Linked DNA regions of Delphinus delphis: all the other regions are linked to region 3. The links are chromatin contacts, called in public Hi-C maps. All regions are on one chromosome and are shown on one strand. Each heading gives the region's core, a stretch centred on a gene start, on an enhancer-like site or on the middle of the called end of the contact. The rest is flanking DNA. Distances are from core to core; before and after follow the strand shown. Region 1 holds the start of AKR1A1 (aldo-keto reductase family 1 member A1). Region 2 holds the start of NASP (nuclear autoantigenic sperm protein). Region 3 holds the start of MUTYH (mutY DNA glycosylase).

Region 1 (2,700 bases), core at 95-2,594, 190 kb before region 3:
GGTCCAGACTTCCTGGTAATACCCTTTATAACCTGGCTCCCACCTCCCCCATCTCTCCACCTCTTCATTTCAGACTCCATATTCCAGGCTTTGCAGAACCAGCCACCACATTTGACTCCAGGCCTCTGCACACTTTCCTTCCCCAAGTCCCACCCTTGCCTGGCTAACTGCAAGTCACCCTTCAGCTAGCAGTTTAAATTTCTGGTTCCTCCCATGTCCTGACAGTTGTGCACATCACTGCATTTGTTTGTTCATTTTCCCTCACAAATCTCGGTACTCCTTGAGGTCAGGGCCTATCATCTACCTAAACCTGTAGCTGCTAGAGTGCCTGCTCCCTCCTCCACCCCACACACAGCGGCAAATGGGGGAGATCTTGTCAGCAGGAGGGGCATTTGATAAAGTCACTGCCTCCATCACCTTCTTCCTTTACTTCTTGGATAACCTGGAAAAAATCATCTCTGGAAAATAACAAAGCATTTACCATCATCTTCGGTAAAAAGAAAAAAAAAAAAATCCCAGTGACTCCAGAAAGGATGATACTCGGATTGTTCTTGTATTACAGATAAGAAAACTGAGACCTTGGGAAAAGTAACAGGACTGATTAGAATCATCAAGACTCTTCTAAGGGAGGTCCTGCAGCCCAGAGTATGGACAGGCTGAAGGGAGAGTTAATTTATACTAACCCCATCCGGTGAAGGTTCAGATTCCAGTCTCACTTTAACAGAGCACTGGGTCAACAGAAAAACATGCCCTGGCTTTCCCAAACCCAAGGCAGGTGCCTAAGCAAGCGAACCCACACCCCTCCTGCCACTTATGAGAAGCGTCTCTGCAATTCCACATTAAAGCCGGAGTTCCTGAAAAAATCGTGTTGGTGGGTAGACAAAAGGAAGATGGCAACCAAAACTTACTGACAGTATGTGCTGGGAGCTTTAAGAGCTTTATCTCACTTTAACTCTTGTTACATACAGTTCTGATGTAGGAACAGATTTTACCGCTGAGAAAACTGAGGTCCAGAGAAACTGAGAACTTATCCAAGATCATTCAGCGAATAAGAGGAAGCTCAAATCAGAAACCAAGTCGGGCCGCCTCCTCAGCATTTGCTCTTCGCTCTAACCCGGGGGCGGACACATCTGTAGTGAAGGTTCGAGGCCATCTCCACTACGACAAAGATGGGGCAGCAGAAGAGAAACTCACCTCGGCACGAGCACAGGACGTTAGCAGGGAAGTATGGCTTTTCAGCTCAGTCCTGTGCCCTGCTAGCGACCCAATGGGCCTCAGCTTCCGGTATTGGTGAGCAGCAAAAAACTGGCCTGAGATTGGACACCGGGACTTAAGTCTGGCGGTGAGGAAGAAGCTCCTCCCAGAGGAGGGGCTGGGGCCGGGCATTCAACATCACGCGCAGTGGTGAACCCCGCCCCTGTCCCCAGAAACAAGCTGGGGAGTGGACGCCTCAGCTGGGGGGCTGCACCATCTCTTCCTCAGGACGCTGGTGGGTGGATTGGCGGAGTCTGGGCATACTCCACAGCGCGAGTTTGGAGAACTCCCGGGTGAGTGAAGCCTGCGCCGACGGCCAAGTAAGCGGCCTCGGAGGCGGGGCCAGGGGGCGCCTCTGCCTGGCCCATATTGCAGCGCGCGCCCCCGCGAGGCCGCTCTGGGCAACTTCTGCTCGTTCTGCGGCCAGAGGGAGGAGACCCCGGCTGCCACGTGGTGACTTATGCAGTCGACTCCCCCTAAGGACTACAGGCCCCACTCTGATCTGTTCTCTTCCTTAGAGCCGGGTTGGCCAAGTTCCCTGAAAACACCTAAACTGGTCCCATTATTTGGTCAGGCAAACTGAGGTCCAGAGAACAGCCGCAGCACAGAGGTTGACAGTAACAGGGAAGACCTTGGGACTACAGGCTTCAAGAGGTAAACGTTAGTGCTCTCTGTATCCGGACTGTGGACCCTGGCAGCGCATTTATGTTTTATGTATATTTAGGCTTTATAAACATTAATTTATTGAGTCTTCACAACAATCCTGGAAGGGGAATGTTCTTTTTTATTTTATTTACTGCAAGCCTTTTTATTGAAGTATAGCATACTGGTAAATGGAATATTGCCTGCCATATCAGGAAACAAAGGATGTCGCAATCATCAGCGATTGCAGCTGTGCAGCCGCCACCGAAGGTGAGCTAGTGAGCCCTAAGGGAATTTAGGAAGGAAACAAAGAATACCTGCCATCTAGCAGCCATCAGACTGCAGCCACTCCCTAAGGTGATCCCTGATTTCAAGATACGAAAACACAGGATACTGGCCCCAGATAGCTGAGGTGCATAGCAAAGGCATGATTTCAGTGAGCCCAGACCCTTTCTTGCATCTTCCCATGCAGAGAAAAGCGCTAAATTCCTTAACTTGGGATTTCTGGTTTTCTTTAATTAACGGTAATCTTATGACGTTCTGACTACCTGCCCTTTGTTACAAAGCTCCTATATATCCTAGCTCCCCCCTTGCCTCCTTGGAGCAGTTCTCTCAGTGTTACTTGAGATGCTGCCTTCTGGGCTTGAAGTCCTAAAAACTGCCACCAAATAAAACAACTCTAACTTTTAGTTTGTGAATATTTTTTTAATCGACAATACAGACAGAACAATGCACAAATCTTAAACGTACAACTCTGTGATTTTTTTTTCAACATAACCACCATCCAGATGAATATACAGTATT
Region 2 (2,700 bases), core at 59-2,558, 210 kb before region 3:
TGCCTTTATTGTTCTAACTAGCTAATTAGATTTTCATGCAATTTCCTCTCAAGCTTTGGGGATGGGGGAAAGGATGAGTAATGAGGGAATAAAAACTTGAAATACTAGGGTTTAACCTAGAGTCTGCCACTTAATAATTTGGGTTATTTCTTGTTTCTTCGAATAACTGCCTGTTTCCCTTCACTGTTCAAAAAATACCTTTATGTCTGAGTGACACTGTGCCGTTTTCATAGCAATCATGTCTTCTATCATTCCTTCCAGTCCTTCTGTTCACTTCGCGCTTAATACTGCCCATTCTCCTAGCAACCAAACACTGCTAGAAGTGAAAAGACCTCGACGCAGTGCTAGAAGATGCGTCGCCTCACGATAAAATCCCCCAGAAGCAGCCAAGTCCCCCGCCAACGTCCCCAAAGTCTAAAAGAACCACGATGCTCTCCACCACAGACAAAAGAATGGGCCTTGCTGAGGGCAGGAGAGTACCAGGTGAGCGAGGAGACCGCGGGGCACAAGCTTCACCGCGTCCCACGGCGGAAGTCCGAGGCGCTCGGGAGCCGCAGCCCCAAACAATGGAGTTTTCCCGCCTCCTCAGGGCCCCGCCCCCTGCTCCAAAGCCGGCGGAGGGAAGCGAACGCACAAGCGCACGACCCCGCCCCCGAGAGACCCCGCCCATCCCGACCCACCGGTCCGGCCTCCTCCCTCGTGCAGTTTTTTTTTTTGGCGCCAAATCTCTGTTGGTTATTTTCCCGATGTGTTTGGGGATCCTACCGGAGGCGCACGCCAGGAGTGCGGGGACAGCAGGGACGTGAAGGTACACTGCCGCGCCGGGGCCCCGCCTCCCCGCCGATAGCCCCGGGCCTGGGGAGGAAGGAGAGGGGCAGGCGATGGAGACAGCCGCCGCTGCCCCCGGCAAGATGGCGACCGCGAAAAGCGGGGCAGGGGGCCCCAGCCGGCCGGCGTTACTGCCAATGAGCGAGGCTCTCTGCTACAAGTGGGCTTCTCCAGTGTCCGGCCCTCCCCGAACAGCGACGGTTGTTCACTGGAAGGAAAGCCCTCCCACCCTCCGGTCTGTCCCTCCCGGTTAGCCTCCGTCCACTACCCCCTCCCTGCGGACTGGCCAGTGCCTCAAGCTCTCCACGGTCCAGCTTACTTATCGGCGGAAACCAGCTCCGCGGTGATGGCGGCAGTGGCTGTGGACTCTGCGGCCATCGTTCGCCTGAGGTGGTGGGCCAGCGGACGGGATAGTGCCTGAGGGAAAAACAGAGAATTTGGAAAGCCAGAGACTTATTCGTGGACAGAAAATGGCAGATTGGAGACCCCGCGCGGCTGGGCCCTCTTATATACCAGGGCCCTTCGCCCCGCCCATCCACTTCCGGATCCTCCCCCTCGAGTTTAAAGGGCCAGGACCCAGCCCCAATCCTGCCCAAGGACATCCCCCACCCGCACCACCTGGTTCTGCGTGATACCTTTCCTCCCTGGCTTCCTCGAAAAAAGCAACTTTTTGCTTCTCTAGCAAGTCGCGTAAGAAGAACTAGAATCTTGGTACTACTACTCCTGACTGAACGGCGGCCAGCGACTTCCAGAGAAGGGGAAGCTGGAGCTGCACTACATGTTCGGAGCGAGTAGCCGACAGTCTCTTTCCAGGCCGTATACTCAGGAAGTTAACTAAGACTTTCTGTCGGTCCGCTCAGTCGTAACGGATGGACACGAAACAGCCAAGCACGTGTATACCAGCAACGGCTAGAACAGATATCGGTGAGAGACGCGTGGCTCTGAACCTCAACAACAACTGACGCAAGGAAATGCTGTCCTAGGATTGGCCACCGCCTGAAACTACCGCGCTTGATTCAAAGCTGGGGGCTGCGGCGGGACGCGGCTGGCTCCTCCCTCTGGGCCCGCCCCCTTCGGCTGGCCCAATCCGGTGAAGCCATCCTCTTAGGCCCTACCCAGACTCCCAAATCTGACTAGCATAAAGCTCCCAGCTCTTTTCGTCCACTCCAAGCTACGGTTTATAGTTTGTCCACTATGTCCGGGGGCACTGTGCTTAGACATTCTAAAGCTACTAGCTGTCTTACTTAATCTTAACAGCAACGCTACTAGTGACAACGGTGTTATCCGTCCCATTTGGTAGAAATAGAAACCAAGGTTCAAAGAAGGTATGACTAGCTCAGAAGGTTGCAAGACAAGTCATTTATGGGAAGCAGTGTGCCTCATTTTCTGCAACTCGCTGAGTGGAAGATAATTGCACTTCCTCACATCTGGAGCATAATCCATTGCCTTCCACCATGGCCTTGCCTACAAAGGTCAGAACAAGAATTTTATTTCCGTCCAGGTTCAGACATACTGAGAAAGATTCTTGGGGAGGATTCTTATTCCAGTCTGTCAAGACTCAGGCAGTTTGAAATATTTAGGGATAAAGACCTGGACCTGCGGGCTTCCCTGGTGGCACAGTTAAGAATCCGCCTGCCAATGCAGGGGACACAGGTTCAATCCCTGGTCCGGGAAGATCCCACATGCTGTGGAGCAGCTAAGCCCCTGCACGCCACAGCTACTGAGCCTGCGCTCTAGAGCCCGCGTGCCGCAACTACTGAAGCCTGCGTGCCTAGAGCCCGAGCTCCACAAGAGAAGCCACCACAATGAGAAGCCCGTGCAATGCAATGAAGAGTAGCACCCGCTCGCGGCAACTAGAGAAAGCCCGTGTGC
Region 3 (2,700 bases), core at 140-2,639:
GCAGCATGACACACGGCCTTGTAACGTTCCTCGATGCACCTTGGGGTTGGGTTTGGGGGTGGCTGTGGCTGGGAGTTAGCTTCATGAAAGACCCAAACCACCCAGGACTGTGACCTCCACTACAGGGTTGAGGTCTGCCCCTCCTTCCAAGGCTAGGACTAAAGAGATCAGGGCTTATACTTACTGGTTCAGCAAACTCTTCCTGTCCCCAAGCCCACTCAGTTCCTATGGCGCAGTAAAGGGAGAGTTGTGTTAGGTCCACAGTATCAGCCCTTTCACAACCACCTGCTCTCCCAACTCCCAACTCTCACCGTGTCCACAGCCACAAAGCTAGCCGTCTTTATGGCCAGCAGGAGGGATGGCCACATCTCCTTGAAGTTGTCACTTTGCACATCCACCACGGGAACCTGGACTACTAGCTCCTCCCCAGATTTTGTGCTTTGGCTGGCACCACCTGGGGATAAGGAGGGTGACGGATGTTAATGCTCAGGCAAGGGCCTAAGAAAAAAGATACCAAGCTAGGCCATGGCTGGGGGCAGGGGCAGTTTCCTTCAAGGCAAGAAATGGCAGCTTTCTCCTCAAGCGTATCACATATGCTCTATACACAGGCCTTGGAGTGAACAGTGTCCTGAATTTGGGGAGAGAAAGCCTGGGTCTTCCAGTGGCTTATGTGAGACTCTGGGAAAATTTCTTCCCCCTCAGCATCAAAACCTGTAAAAGAGGAAGGTAGGACTAGATGATCTGTGAGGTTCCTTTTCCTCACATCCTGCAGGAAATAGTTTGCAAGGCTTGATGATTTCAGCCCCTTTACTATCTCAAAGGCTCTATACTACTGTTCATGGCCACAAGCGGCGGCAGTAGCCAGTATGCCCCAGAGCCTGATAAATAACGCCCCAACACGTCCCACTTCCTGTGGACCACAACTCCCAACCTCCCTAACTTAACAGAGCCATGAACTCCAGACTACATCTCCCGACATGCCCCCACATGCCCTGCGCCCAAGACTCTAGGCTTTTGCAGGCGGAACTGTGGTGCACACCGGGACTTGTAGTCTCCTCGTGGCTGGTTCAGAAAGAAGGCGCTATTCCTCTGAAACTTGAGATCGGTTTCTTAGAACTACGAGCCCGAGACCCTCCCCCCACCGGACCGCACAGGCTTTTAAAGCGGCCCCTGGGAAGCCACTCACCGTCAGAGACGGCTGGAGCTGAGGCTGCGCCATCGTCACCGTCGGCGGCCATGACACCGAGGTCCCTCGCTTGTATAGTCAGTGTGCACGCGGGACTTCCTCTTCGTCTCCTCACTCCGCTCCTGCAGTCGGGGACGGGGCGGAGCTTCACCCCCGGAGTCGCCGACCGGTCGGACTTCCGTTCAGACCTCCCGGGTCTGGCGCGGTGGAGCCAGCCTGGCGCGCGCTAGGAGCCTATTGGCTGGCGTGGGCCGGTTCACCGCCCGGATTGGCCGGAGCCACGCCCCCTGGAGTTCGTCTGGGAGCTGGGCGCTGGAGATCGCGCAGGAGGTAATTTTTTCTCTGCGTACAACGCAATTGGAACGTGGGCCTTCGCGTTACCCTGTCTTCATCGATTCGGCCCCGGGGTGGGGATCCCCAGAGGATGTGGCGCTGCCTGAGCTAAGCTTAAAGCACGCGTAGGAGTTATACAAAGACTGGGGAGTGTAGGGGAAGGAAGGATATTTGGGAAGGGGCAAGCTGCCAGGGAGGGTGGGGAGCTCACGGCGTTCCAGGAAGTGAAAGAAGCCGGGACGGAGACAGGAGATGAGGCTGCGGAGGTTGAGAGCGACCGGCTAGCAGGAACACTTTTGAAACAATCCGTGCGCGTGGTAATAAGGATTTGAATTAAGCCTCCGGTAGGGACAGATTGTAAGTAATTAGGAGATATAGTTGACCTTGAGGGGTTTTGGACATGATTCCTGCTACCGTGAGTGTTGTCCCTACCGTAGACTAGCCCTTTCCCAAGGGCTCTGCTTCCCACCAAGGACTCTCAACCCTTTATCTCTTTGATTATTTGCTGTTTCCAGTCCATCTTCAACCTTTCTCTCGAGTCTTTTCATTATTCTGAATTGTTTGGATTTTTCCCATTCTGGAAAAAGGGGAACCTCCTTTTACTCTACCCCATCCCAAATTAGTTTAACAAGTATTATATACAATTTGCCTGGCACCGTGCTCGGCTCTGGGGACACAACAGCCAACAAAAGATACCCAGTCCTAGCTTATATGGAGTTTTACAGTTAAGTGGGGGAAGCAGACACTGATCAAAGAATCACAAATAAACATGGAATTAAAATTGGTATAAGAGCAACAATGGAGAAGTACACAAGAGGGTAAGACTGGGGGGGATCTGATTTGGACATTTAAGTCAAGACCTGAAAAATGACTAACTGTTAGGTAAAACATAGAAGAGCTCTTCAAGCAGAGGAAATGGACTGGGTGAGGCCTCAAGGAGGACAGACACTTGGGGATTTTGAACCAACTATTTCAGGACAACATAGTTGTTCCGTAGTGAGCGAGGGGGATGGGGCTTGTTGGAGCCTACAAAGCTTATATTAAGAGGATTGGCTTTTAAGAGAAATGGGTGTGACAGCCAAAGCCCTCTCCAGTGGCCTACAAGGTACTTGTAGTCCTGGGCTCTCCACTTTCTTTACCTCTCTGACCTCATCAACTCCTCACCCTTTCCTCATTCCATT

Evidence for each region. Hi-C and Micro-C count contacts between places; a contact is called where the count stands out from the background.
Region 1: a Hi-C map of muscle shows a contact between it and region 3, with 2.6 times the contacts expected there. The contact joins the promoter of AKR1A1 here to the promoter of MUTYH in region 3. A contact is called at or near these places in 2 of 3 Hi-C or Micro-C datasets (lung and muscle).
Region 2: a contact with region 3 is called in a Hi-C map of lung, with 4 times the contacts expected there. The contact joins the promoter of NASP here to the promoter of MUTYH in region 3. A contact is called at or near these places in 2 of 3 Hi-C or Micro-C datasets (lung and muscle).

Annotation. Positions count from the first base shown.
Region 1 is chr1:37,276,994-37,279,693 of mDelDel1.2, reverse strand. It overlaps AKR1A1 (aldo-keto reductase family 1 member A1), which reads right to left and starts at 1,344. Exons shown (of 9, transcript XM_060021308.1): 1 at 1,195-1,344. It overlaps PRDX1 (peroxiredoxin 1), which reads left to right and starts at 1,526. Exons shown (of 6, transcript XM_060021344.1): 1 at 1,526-1,547.
Region 2 is chr1:37,295,402-37,298,101 of mDelDel1.2, reverse strand. NASP (nuclear autoantigenic sperm protein) reads right to left here and starts at 1,308. Exons shown (of 15, transcript XM_060021351.1): 1 at 1,148-1,308. The coding sequence starts at 1,206.
Region 3 is chr1:37,088,270-37,090,969 of mDelDel1.2, reverse strand. MUTYH (mutY DNA glycosylase) reads left to right here and starts at 1,389. Exons shown (of 17, transcript XM_060021276.1): 1 at 1,389-1,516. It overlaps TOE1 (target of EGR1, exonuclease), which reads right to left and starts at 1,344. Exons shown (of 8, transcript XM_060021288.1): 1 at 1,187-1,344; 2 at 312-454; 3 at 185-225; 4 at 1-39. The coding sequence starts at 1,238.